Linked DNA regions of Mus musculus: region 1 is linked to region 2. Evidence: chromatin contacts called from public promoter capture Hi-C data. All regions are on one chromosome and are shown on one strand. Each heading gives the region's core, a stretch centred on a gene start, on an enhancer-like site or on the middle of the called end of the contact. The rest is flanking DNA. Distances are from core to core; before and after follow the strand shown. Region 1 overlaps Galnt2 (polypeptide N-acetylgalactosaminyltransferase 2). Region 2 overlaps Gm29897 (a long non-coding RNA gene).

Region 1 (5,916 bases), core at 2,657-5,156, 200 kb before region 2:
CTCTTCAACCAATCATCTCAACTGAAAACCCTTCCATTTCTGACTTTGTTTCATTTTGGTCCTGGGGAACTTGTCTTGTGGTGCTATGGACTGAACCTAGCACCTCGATAAAGATAAGCAAGCATTCTGCACTGAGTCGCCGCCAGTTTGCCTGTCCTTCTGTTCTCACTCTGATTTGAGACAGGGCCTCCCCATCCAGTTACCTAGAACTTGCTCTGTAGCCAAGACAAGCCTTGAACTTGTGGTCCTCCTGTCTCAGCCACCCAGCTAGCTGGAAACCACAACTGTAAGCTACCACAGTCCTGGGAAAGAAACTGTCAGAGAAACGACGACTGCAGCCAACGGTATCTGCCCAGAACCAACCAGAAGACCAGAAGACCGGGTTTCCTTCCTAAAGCCTGAGGTGAACGTAGAAATCTGAGGTGAACATAGAAATCTGAACACCCACTATTTTGTACAGTTAGTTTATGCTAACAAGTGTTTTTAAAGATGGAAACCTGCCGGAGGTCAGGCAAGCCCTTCAACAAGGAGACACTTCAGTTCTTAACTCCAGCTAATTCTCCCAGGAAATGAATCACCTCCTAAAACAGCTGCAAGGGAGCCAGAGAGGCCAGGTCTGACACAGCTAAGGAGGAGGATGCAGTGTGCAGACAGAGGGTTCGTGAACATCACGAAAGCTACAGCTCCTGGATTCCCTGCCATCTGAGGAAAACTCGCTAAAGAATGAAAGGCCAAACAGTGATATTCTAAGGAATCCAGGCTAGACCCCTCATGCCACAGCAAGCAAGTCCGGCCTGCAGCTGCAGAGCTTCATCTGGTCTCTGCTTCAGGTTTTAAAGGACAAGGCAGCTTGTTTGGGGGGGAGGGGGAGGGAAAGAGTGCCTCTTCTAAAAGAACAACCAAGTCTGGGGTTCTGTGAGTTGCTCCGACACACAGCCTGCTTCAGCCCTTCATACACACTGGCGGGACCGTGTAGGCACTAGCAGGAGCAGTCCTGGGGAAACAGGGTGGCTAATGTGAAAGGCAGTGTACTTCTTCAGGCAAAAGGACAGCAAAGAAGAAAAGCAGACCTAAATCTCTCCAGGGACAGCTCCCACCACATGCCAACCCATCCTCCCAGGCTCAACTGCACCAGAGTTCTGAGAATGGGGCCCACAACAGACCTCCAAAGGAAAGAAGAGCATTTTCAGGAAAATCATGAATGACTAACCATGGCTGACCACATGCACCAGAGCAGCATGTGGCTCTGTCACACACTGCAAAGCCTGCTCCAGGGACGATGCCCTCGATACTGCCCTCTGATCCAGGCAGGGCTCGGCAGGCCAGGGCCTGACAGGGCTGGAGCATCAGGAGCCTTCCACATCAGGACACTAGCAGGCTTGGGAACGCACACATGCAGGCACACCAACATGCCCTAGACCGTGCACACTCAAGCTGAGAAGCCCCCTGTGGACAGGGAGAGGGTCAGAATCATGATATCGAGAGATAGACACAGACCAGGGACCTCAATTCTTGAGGTTGAGGGCAGGCAAGAATTGTGGTAAGCATTCTTAAGATAGCAAACATTTAGGTGAAACATACACACATACACACACATAAACACATACTTACTTACATATATATACATATATAGACACAATATACATACATACACAGGCACACACATATACATTCATACACCTATACACATACATACACACACACATATACATACATACATCTATATACATACATAGACACACACACACACACACACACACACACCACCCCTGCAACTCCCTATACGTATCTATATGCAAGTATGTAGTACCAGGCTCACAGTTGCTGCAGAACTGCGTAACTTCCACCCACATCCTTTGGATCCATTCAAGAAACACTTAAATACACTCCAAAATCTAGACAACACGGTGTTTGGGCAAGCTGCCTAGAATTATAGCAAATTAAAACTGCTGCCAGAACCAAAGTCTTCACTTTTTAATCATTTGCTGAACAATCTAGTTTTGTAACTCAAACTGGAAGGATCTGGGAATTCATCCACAGGGAAGTGGGAGCTCTTGCCCAGAGGAGCCTAGGCCTCTGAGGAAGGGAATACACAGGAGTTAACCAGTCACCTGCGCAGTGCCCGAGGCACCAGGTCCAGGGAAAGCAGCTCCTTAGAAGGCAGAGCTCAAGAGCACTGCAGGGGGAACAGTGCCCTTCCTGCAGGCATCGGGCCCAGAGGAAGGACACATTGACAGTTTCTGCCATTAGAGAAGCACAGTGTCCACCAACTCTGCCCAGGCCAGCTTCCCAAGGATACCTGGCCACAGTGCGGAAGGCTAGAGGCAGTCAAAGGCCAAGGCTGTAAAATAAAATAAAATACACTAAAACTTGGAAGCCCATGACTAAATGAGTCTGCTGAAGAATTGCAACCTCAGTCTATGTATCTAGAGTAGACAGAGCAGCTGCCCCAGGATGACTCTGTGCACAGTCCATCCGCATCATCTGGAAACTCTCACCCACCTCAGACTGGTCTTGGAGTGAATGCCCCTGGGGCTCACCTCAAATCATGGTAAGCCATGTACATGGACTAAATGTTCAACAAACACATTCTGGGAATGGATACAGCAAACCTACAAGCTATAGAGCCTGTGTGTAAGTCTAAGAAAGAATGCTTCCCCTCCTCGTGAATGTCATACTTGTAAGAACAGAATTACGTAAAAGGAGAAAGACAGGAGACAATGAAAACCAGTTCCAAGTAGGCACTACTTCTCCTAGAGAAGCCACAGAACTCAGAAATGGCTTCAAACCTCACTCTACAAACAGTGCCAGAGAGTTTAACCCTGGGCTCAATAGACAGAACAAAAAGTTCCTGAAGTGTCTTGAATTAAATCATGACCAAACTTCAAAAAGTTCCTGAAGTGTCTTGAATTAAATCATGACCAAACTTCTACTGTAAATATTTACAGAACACACAAACACACACACAAATCAGGATGTATTATCTAGTGTTAATATTTATAATTAGTCAATTGATCACCTAGGGCCACCTAGCCATATATGTCCCCTATAAACATACTCACACACAGTAACTCATTGGAATCTCTGAAACCCAGATACATAGTTACATTAACTATTTTGCAGAAGGCAAGCTGAAGATTTACTATATACTTTGCCCTGCATCACCAACCCATCTTGTGTTACTAATATAATGTGCATTGGTACGTGCTGCCTTAGTTCTCTAAAATAAAGACACTTTAAATAAATCCCCTAATATAGAAAGGACACAGAATGTTTCACCTGAGTGTGAAACTATAAGAAACAGTGTAACTTATAACAGCCAAAAAGAAACAACCCTAGTTAGCTGAATAGACAAATACAAGATATTGTTACTATCTTTCTGAAAAACAGAGCCTAACTAAAGGCCTACCTAACCATCCATGAATCTTTTGTGTATGTGTGTGTGTGTGTGTGTGTTACACTTTAGTTTATTTACTTTGCCTGTATTTATTTTAGTTACTTATTTTGTATGTGGCGTAGCATTTGCTTCATACATATAACAACCATGATTTCCAGCATAGCAAACACTAATAACCATTTGGAGTATATTATTACTTAAACCATTTATGACCCTGGCCTAGAATTATGCAATGTCCAACGAGGCCTTTCCCTCTTTGCCACTCTCTGACTTCTCCATGACCTCGAGAGCACTTGGTGTGGTTTTGAAATCCTCACAACAAATGTTACAGTGGGAGGAGCCTTTGGTTTGTGTCTTAACAACCACCAGATGCCAGATGGGACCACTCACTGTGGGACACACTCCTTAGCTGTCTGAGGCAGCCTTTCTTGAAGAAGGCTGCACAGGAGGCTCCATGTGGATCAAACCCAGAGAGAAACGTGACTTCTAGGTTCAGCCACCAGGATCGCTCAGAGTGACCCACTGCATAGCTGCCTCTGAGCAGAGATCAATCATCAGTGAAGGGGAAAGAGGTCCTGGTGAAGAGACAGAAAGGGAAGAAGGAGGGGAAAGAGAGAAGCCCAGGAAAGAACAAAGGGGTAGGAGGAAAGAAAGGTGGGTTAAGCGCATGGCAAAGCTGGGGGTGGGGGGGGTGGGAACAGGAGGGAGGAGAAAGAGAAGAGGGGTAGAGAGGAGAAAGGGGCAGGGGAGGAAGAGGGGTTGATGAGAAGGAAGGGAGAAAGGGAGAGGAAGAAGGAAGAGGGAAGGGGAGGAGCAGGAGGTGGAGGAGGAGAAAGGAGGCTGCCGGCACTCCTCTAGCTACCCTGCCCTGGGGTCCCTGATAAACTGTGCACTAACACACTCCTGGCCACTTAAGCAGATGACTAAGCTTCTCGGCCAGGCTTCCTTAGTCCTAATCACCACAGATAAGCGTGTGTTAATATTTCAGCTCAGTAATTAGAACCTTCTTAGAAGAGAGAAAACTCTCTCTCAGCTAATGTGGTAGGTGCTAGAATGGGAAAGCTCACACAGCTAACTGGGGTGCTATCTTAAACCAAAAGCATCCAGGCACCACCAGGCTGGTGAAAGCCCCCATTCACCCCTGCCACGTCCAGCCACATAAGACCCCACTCTGATGGGCTTTTCCGTACCATATCCATATGGACACTGGTGCTCATCCCGGCAGGCAGGAGGAGTTCAAGCTGCCATTCCCACACACACTCCACAGACAGACTGGACTGAACAAAGCTCTCCATCTCAGATCCTCGGGCAGTGGGTGGGCTGGAATTCTACCTGGGAGACGGCTGGTCCTGGAGCTGAACCCCTCTTCTACACAAGGCCTCAACCTTCCTGGCCCTCCACAGGGCTCCCCTCCACCATTACAATGGCAGAATGCCTAAGCATGGCAGCTGGATTCCCAGCTAGTGACACAGGGCAGCCAGACATTCATTGAGACACCAGGCAGACCAAGTCCATGGGGCCTGGGTAACTTCCACCCACAGAAGGAGCCCTGGGATCAAGGAGGCAGAATGTGCCACTCCTGATGCTGCAGACCATCCACAACACAGAACCGAAGGTCACCACCCTCTGAGGCCAGAACTCCTCACACTTGCCTGGGATATAAGACTCAGCCATCTCAGAATTCACACTGAGCAGCAGAGCGGGCAGGATCTGCATCACCTGTGCCCTAGGCAATGCCACAGAGATCCCTCAGTCCCCGCTGGCAGCTTTTTCTATTGGAGGAGACAGGGTCAGCAAGAAAGCCTCCCAGGGTTTGGTTAGTGAGAGAGTTTGGCTTTTTTTTTTTTTTTGCAAGGGGCAGAGTTGAGATGGCCATGTTGGCCTGAAACTCACAGAGATCCACCTGCATCTGCCTTCTGAATGCTTGCATTACGGGTGTTTGTTTGGTCTCTATCTGACCCCTCATGCCATGAGCATTACCTCCTGGAACCTGCTGGCCCCTGCCCACATTCAGGGGCAGCTCTCGGCTCCATTGGCTAACTCACTGCCTGACAACACTGCCCAACTACCCGACTGGAGACCCTGAGAACAATGTGTTGACAGCACACTCAAGTGGAAGAGTCACTCTGGAGTGGCAGAGGCAGCCAGGTGACCATGAGTTCTGCGTATCTCTAAAATGTGTCCAGCTTTACCTTCATGGTATCACTTGGCCCTAACCACCTTGTGAAGAGCTATGAGCACACAGGAGGAACCATGACCCAGAATCTACTTCCCACCTGTGAAGAGAGAGCCTAAAAGCCGTTCTCTGGCAGTCCTGGCACCTTGAGCAGGCAATGGGTTACATACAAGCCAACAAGACACTGCTGCCCCAAGTTAATAATTAATGAGCCTAAGGTTTAGAGTTATGAGGCCTGCAAGCCTCTGACTGGTCCACGGTGATCTGTGGTGCTCACCAAAGCTCCCTTGAGCCAAGCAGCAGTAAGGCTCGCCTTGGCCTGGGGCAGAGCCACACGTCAGAT
Region 2 (5,801 bases), core at 2,915-5,414:
GGCACAGCTCTCATTGCCTAGAGGTAGGGACAGAACTCGGGTGTAGTGGTTTGAATGAGAATGGCTCCCAGAGGCTCAAGTCTGAATTCTTGGTCCCCACTTGGTGCACTGTTTAGGAAGTATAGCCTTGATGGAGGAGGTGTGCTAGGCTCAGTCTTCTTCTGCCTGCTGATCAGGATATAAGCTCCTAGCTACTGTCCCAGTGCCATGCCTGCCCACCTGCCACACTCCCTGCCATGATGATCATGGACTAACCCTCTGAAACTTTCAGCAAGCCCTCAACTAAATGCTTTCTTTCATAAGTCGCCTTGGTCATTGTATCTCTTCACAGCAACAGAACAGTAACCGAGGCACCAGGTATGTGACACAGGAAGGAAGACCACAAGGGCACTGGTTAGAGCAGCACACTTTCTGGGACCTCGTCACTGTTCCACTATTAACTTCTGACTTTGGAGAAGAACCTCAGGGTCCACAGACACCCACAGAACCCAGCCCCCAATCGAGGCAAGAGCCCTGTGCCTCACTTCTGCTCATGGGATAAGATGGAACAAGTCCAGCCACCTGCAGTGAAGGCCACATCTCTGAACAGCACTATCCCACTCTGCAACCAAAACTTGGACATATTTATACATGGACTTTATCTGGTAATAACCTTAAGCTACCTGCATGGTGCTCTCAGACCACGTGACACCCTTTACTTCCTGGTTCTTGCTTGTCTTTCAACAGTGATGGCTCTCGGGGTTTGTCTTATGGCTTTTGGTTTAGTGATGGTTGGTGGAGAGAAAGGGGGCTGATTGCTTCTCTTCTGGAATCCAGTCTGGTTTCAGAACGATTGCTGGTTATACATATCCCAGTCTGAAACAACTGTATGTACCAATTTTTTTCTTTCTTTCGTGACATGGTATTTGAAGTTTCGAAGAATGTTCCAAGTTCTGATTTTATCTGATTAGTTCTTTCTGATGTCCCGTGTTCTATTCCTCCATTTGTCACATTCTTGTGTAATGTTTAGGGCAGCATTTACTAAAACACGAGAGGGTCCGGGGCTGAGGCTGAGGTTCAAGGTCATCCTCAGCTACAAGCCAGCTTGAGTTCTCACCTACCTTCACTCTCTTGATGCCTGGCAGCTTAGCACATGTTCTTGGTACTGTCTGGATCTTACTAAGCTCCACAGCTGCTCCTTCTCCTGCCACTGTCCCAAGACAACACTGATTCCAAAGCCATATTAAACTGTATGAGGCAACACAAGAGTCAGGGGCCATCTTGGGTAGGGAGGACGGGTAGGACGGCCGAGGCGGCAGTGGCCAGACTACAGTTCTCCCAGGTAGACTCTGCTTTGGTTTAGGATTCTTTTGTTTGCTTGAGTTTTGTTGCTGTTTGGGGAACAGGATAGCGTCTTGCTGAGCAGACTGGGCAGCCCTGGAACTGCACATCTTCCGGCCTGTCTCTCAATGCTGGGATGGCAGGTGGGCTCTACCATGCCCAGAGTCATTTTGCTTTTAAGAGGGAAAGAGCCCCTACAGATACAAATGGTCACTGGCATGGAGGACCAGGGGCAAGAAGAGGAGGCTAGACTAAGAAAGAGTAAGACAATACTGTGGAGGATATATCACGGAGGACCTGCATGCCATAAGGCTGTCAGCTCAAGATATGACAGTTGGTTCAAGGGGCAGAAACCCAAAGCTTGAGAGGAACTTGCCCAAAGGTGGCTAGTGACCTAATGGAGTGGAAGAGAAGCCTTAGGGGTGAGGAGAGGAGAAAGTTTGTGCTTCAGGGACCTTAGAAACAAGCAGAAACGCAGGGAGGTCCTATATGAGGAGGCCAGAGAGGAAAACTGAGTTCCCTCTACAAGGCTGGGGCCCTGAGATCGTGCACACAGCAGAGTGGGCACTTCCATCCAGGGTTCTCAGTGAAAACAAGAGAACTGACGGAATGCGGGAAGGACAATCAGCTGGGCAGGCTGGCTTAGAACCACAGAACTCGGTGTCTGGAAATAGAAGGGAAAGTGAGATGAGAAACGGGCCAGGGCTAGACTAAGGGACACGGCTAACTGCAGGCCACGGCAAACTGCCTGGGGAGTCAGAGAAGCAAAGCCCCAGATGGAATGGGCGCCCTATGACACCACACACTCACTCAGTCTTGAAAATGGTCACCTCCTCCATGAGGACATGAAGGCAGAGCAGGTACACGCTGCAATGCCAGGTCAGCTTTCTCACCTGTGTGCTCCATGCCCTCAAGGTGCTCCAAGCCAGGGGTCCTTGCTAGGACCTTGTCCTCCCATGGCTTTACAGCTGAGAGCTTTTTACCCCAGACACCCATGCTTTCACATCCAGAGAGACTAGGGGGTGGAGTGAGGAACAGCCCCTGGGTCCTCCTTTAAACCTTTCCTCATTCTTACCAGCTGTATTCACTACAGAGCATTTTACACTTCTTGCCTTCTCTTAGCATTTATGCTACAATCAACCGTAACTTCACCATAAAACCATAAACTAAAAGCTATGCTGCCTCGTGGGTGACTCTTCCTCAGATGAGCGGCTTTTCCCGAGACAGCTGGACCAGTGCAGAGGAAAGCGGGATTTGGAGAAAATCCATCACGGAAGCTCACCACTACCCACAAACAACTGATCTGGCCCCTGGAGGGAGAGAATGAAAGGACATTAGGGGACTCGGATCTCAATAAAGTAACAACAGAAGGTGCTGGACTGGGGGTGCTAATGAGGGCCAGAGGACATGGCAGTAAGGAACACATGAGAAACTGAGGGAGGAAGGGTGAGCCAAAAGATAACTGGGAGCATGTGAAGTGGAGGGACCTCAAATACAAGGTCTCCATTAGTGCTTGATGGCAATCTTGGGATTCAGGTCCAGGGTGTCATCAGGGTCCCAGGATAGACCCCGAGGTAAACAGCATGCCCATAGGAAACAAAAAAGGAGGCTGGGGATGGGTGAAATCACTGGCAGGGAGCTGAGGCCTGACGTTAGAAGTTAGAAGAGTGGAGATGGCAGATCCTAGAATGATGGGAATTAACGTTTAAACTACACAGTGCCTACCACATATCTGTACGGGAAGGGAAGGTGAAATATAAAACAGAGGATTAGCATTCAGAAGATGCTCAAGAGAATGGAGGATTACGAAGTGATAAAGCTGCCTCTGGACAGGGGCTTTTTAAAACAAAAGTGGGAGCGGCGAGCTGGGCACTCCTGGTGCAAGCCTGGCATCTCAGCAGCTGAGGAAGGAGGATCAGGAGTTCAAGGTCAGCACTGGCTCCGCAGCAAATCAAAGTCAGCTCTAGCTGCATGAGATTCTGCCTCAAATAAAGAGAGTGAGCTCAGAGGGTACAAGCACACCAGAAATAAATCAGAGTAATCCCTGAGGCCTGCCTCGAAAGCGCCCCTGAGAACGTGAACGGGAAAGGACAGGGTCTGTGAGGAACTGAGGAGAGAAAGCTGCAGAGGACAGGCCCTAGAGATCATTTACTGTGGCGCACGAGGAGTAGCTGAGAGCAGCAAATGACTATGTCCCCTTTGGTGTCCCCCTCTCCATTCTTGACGGCCCCAGCAGTGCCTTCAAAGAAAGAGCAGGGATCCCCATGTGGAGCCTTTCAGCCCCAGATCCCCTCACACCTAACGCCCACCACATGTCCACAACAGGACAAGTGATTTCCACCAGTTCTTGTATGTCAACGACCTGCACTCTGTGGGTCAGCTCCTGCCACACAGGCAGGTTTCCCCTCCCAGCCTTGCTTTTGTCACTCATTATCAATGGCTGTGCTAGAAAGTAAACATTGCCCCAGAACTGAATCCTCACACCTCGCTTTTGCAGGGATAGTGTGTGCTTGTTGAATGGCTTGGGGTTTGAGCTAAAGCATGTCTACAGAGTTACTACCCCAGCATCAGTCCCTCTGCCTCGGTCTCTGTGTTGTGACTCTCTGGCAGACCACCCTAGTTTGAGTCTCTCCACAGGTGTCACTGGTAGATGCTCTTCTGCCCTCTGAATCAGCAAAGCACATCAAAGCACATGCAGGGAAAGGTTTAGGGTCAGCCAAGTGGCTGAGGCACGAATAACCACTTCTAGAATGGAAGCCTGTCTGGGCTGCCCTTCCGGCACAGCACAGTTGAGGAGGCTCAAGACCTCAATCCCCTCAATCTAAGGGCAAGTTCTCTGGCCACAGAGGTCCTTGAGCAGCACCACAGCACCACCATCAGGACACCTGAGGAACTGCTGTGCCTACAACTGATTAACCAGGAGCAGATCATCGCTTGGCTTGTCCTGTGTCATCTGATGAACCTGCAACAGAATACAAATCAGACACTGCTCTATCAGGTTGTGGGGCAGAGCAGGCCAGAGATTATAGCCTCAGTTCCATCGTCAATAACAGGAGGCCTTGAAAGACTGATAATGCTCCCTGCACATCTCCGCATCCCCTGAAGCAACTTAAGTAAAATGAAATCTGTCAGTACATAGCAAGAAGCAAAAGGGTACTTTCCCACTAAAAGCCAGTTCTAGCTGCCCAGTTCTGAAGGCCTAAGCAAGGGAAAAAGAGACAAGCTAGTCACGCAAAGCTGTTTCCTTCTGAATTAGCCAGAGCAAGGAATAAAATCAGGTTTAAGGTATAAAACACACTTTTCCTATCTAAAATATCTAGTTCACATCTGTTCCACCTAGAGTAACTCGAAAAGGTAGTTTTGAAAACTAAATGTGTGATATGGTGAGGTCCGGTATATTGTGGGGCTCCCTGTTAAGCCAGTACTAGGGATACTGTACAGGAGCATCGTGTAAATTCAAGGCCAGTGTACACTTCACAAGGGAGAGCAAGACAATCCTGGACTACATCAGACGTTAACAAAAACAAAATTTTTTATGGGAGAGAAATTTCTTATGGGTTATCCTTAAAATCATTTTCAAAAGTCTACATTCTGACTGAATGAAACGAGGGTATGAGAAGACTTTACGAAATGAATTCTACAGTCAGTGAGAAAGAATAGTCTAAATAAGAAACAAACTATTATGTAAACAAATTTTACAGAATAAACTTAAATAGGTGATGTAAAAAATACACTTTGAGCAATTAAACAAATTAAAAAGAAAATGATATGGCTCCCTTATCAAAGAATCAATAAAAATTAATGTTGTGGGACTGTAGAGATAGCTCAGCAGTTAAAAGTACTAGCTATTCATCCATAAGATCTGGGTTCTGCTCATAGCCCTTACACGGCTGCTTATAGCCATCTGTCACTCCAGTTCTAGAGGCTCCAGTGTCCTCTTCTGGCCTCCTTGGGGACCAGTCATATACAAGGTATACACACATATATACAGGCAAAACACTTCATAAAGTAGAAAAAAGTAAATCTTTTTCAAATATCCTATAACACTATTAAAAACAGAAACAAAAAACTCTTAAATATTGTTGTGAATGTAGCTCCACTGCCTGTCATGTAGAGCCCGTGTTCAAACTCAGGACCATATGAATCAAGTGTGGTGGTGCATGACTGTTAGTATCTCTGAACTCAGGAAGTAGAAGAAAGTCTCAGGTCGTCCTCAACAACACTGCAAGTTCAAGGCCAGCCTGAGCTACAAGAGATTTTGTCTCAAAATAATGATGGTGATGGTGGAGCCTGATTTGAGACCAATAAACTAATCTAACCTTTCTCAGAGTATTTGACCAAGAGGGGAGCACTGTTAAGTATTAGAGCACCACTGACTTTATTGTAAGCACCTCTTCAGTGTTTACGTTTCCTTTAAACAAGCTAAGATGCTGGAACCAGAGTGCTTTGATTCCCTGACAGCTATTAGACCCTTTCCTAGT

What was found. Promoter capture Hi-C pulls out the DNA fragments that hold promoters and counts their contacts.
Region 1: a contact with region 2 is called in a promoter capture Hi-C map of the HPC-7 cell line, with 5 times the contacts expected there. The contact joins two enhancer-like sites. A contact is called at or near these places in 14 of 39 promoter capture datasets (the 3T3-L1 cell line, 3T3-L1-derived adipocytes, the HPC-7 cell line and 10 more), 11 of 484 Hi-C or Micro-C datasets (bone marrow-derived macrophages, cochlea, cumulus cells and 3 more), 6 of 115 datasets of contacts at active chromatin or transcription factors (the HPC-7 cell line, acute myeloid leukemia, cardiomyocytes and 3 more) and 1 of 9 other capture datasets (embryonic stem cells).

What each region holds. Positions count from the first base shown.
Region 1 is chr8:124,248,816-124,254,731 of GRCm38.p6, reverse strand. The region is part of intron 1 of Galnt2 (polypeptide N-acetylgalactosaminyltransferase 2); the gene reads right to left. Among named protein-coding and RNA genes, the nearest start is that of Galnt2, 20 kb to the right of the region's middle. Within about 2 kb of position 3,906, at least 70 of the 459 cell types and tissues checked have an H3K27ac peak or open chromatin away from gene starts, as enhancers often do. A contact at or near this core is called in the HPC-7 cell line, where this site is marked.
Region 2 is chr8:124,050,669-124,056,469 of GRCm38.p6, reverse strand. All of the region lies in intron 1 of Gm29897 (a long non-coding RNA gene), which reads right to left. Among named protein-coding and RNA genes, the nearest start is that of Gm29897, 4.1 kb to the right of the region's middle. Within about 2 kb of position 4,164, at least 22 of the 459 cell types and tissues checked have an H3K27ac peak or open chromatin away from gene starts, as enhancers often do. A contact at or near this core is called in the HPC-7 cell line, where this site is marked.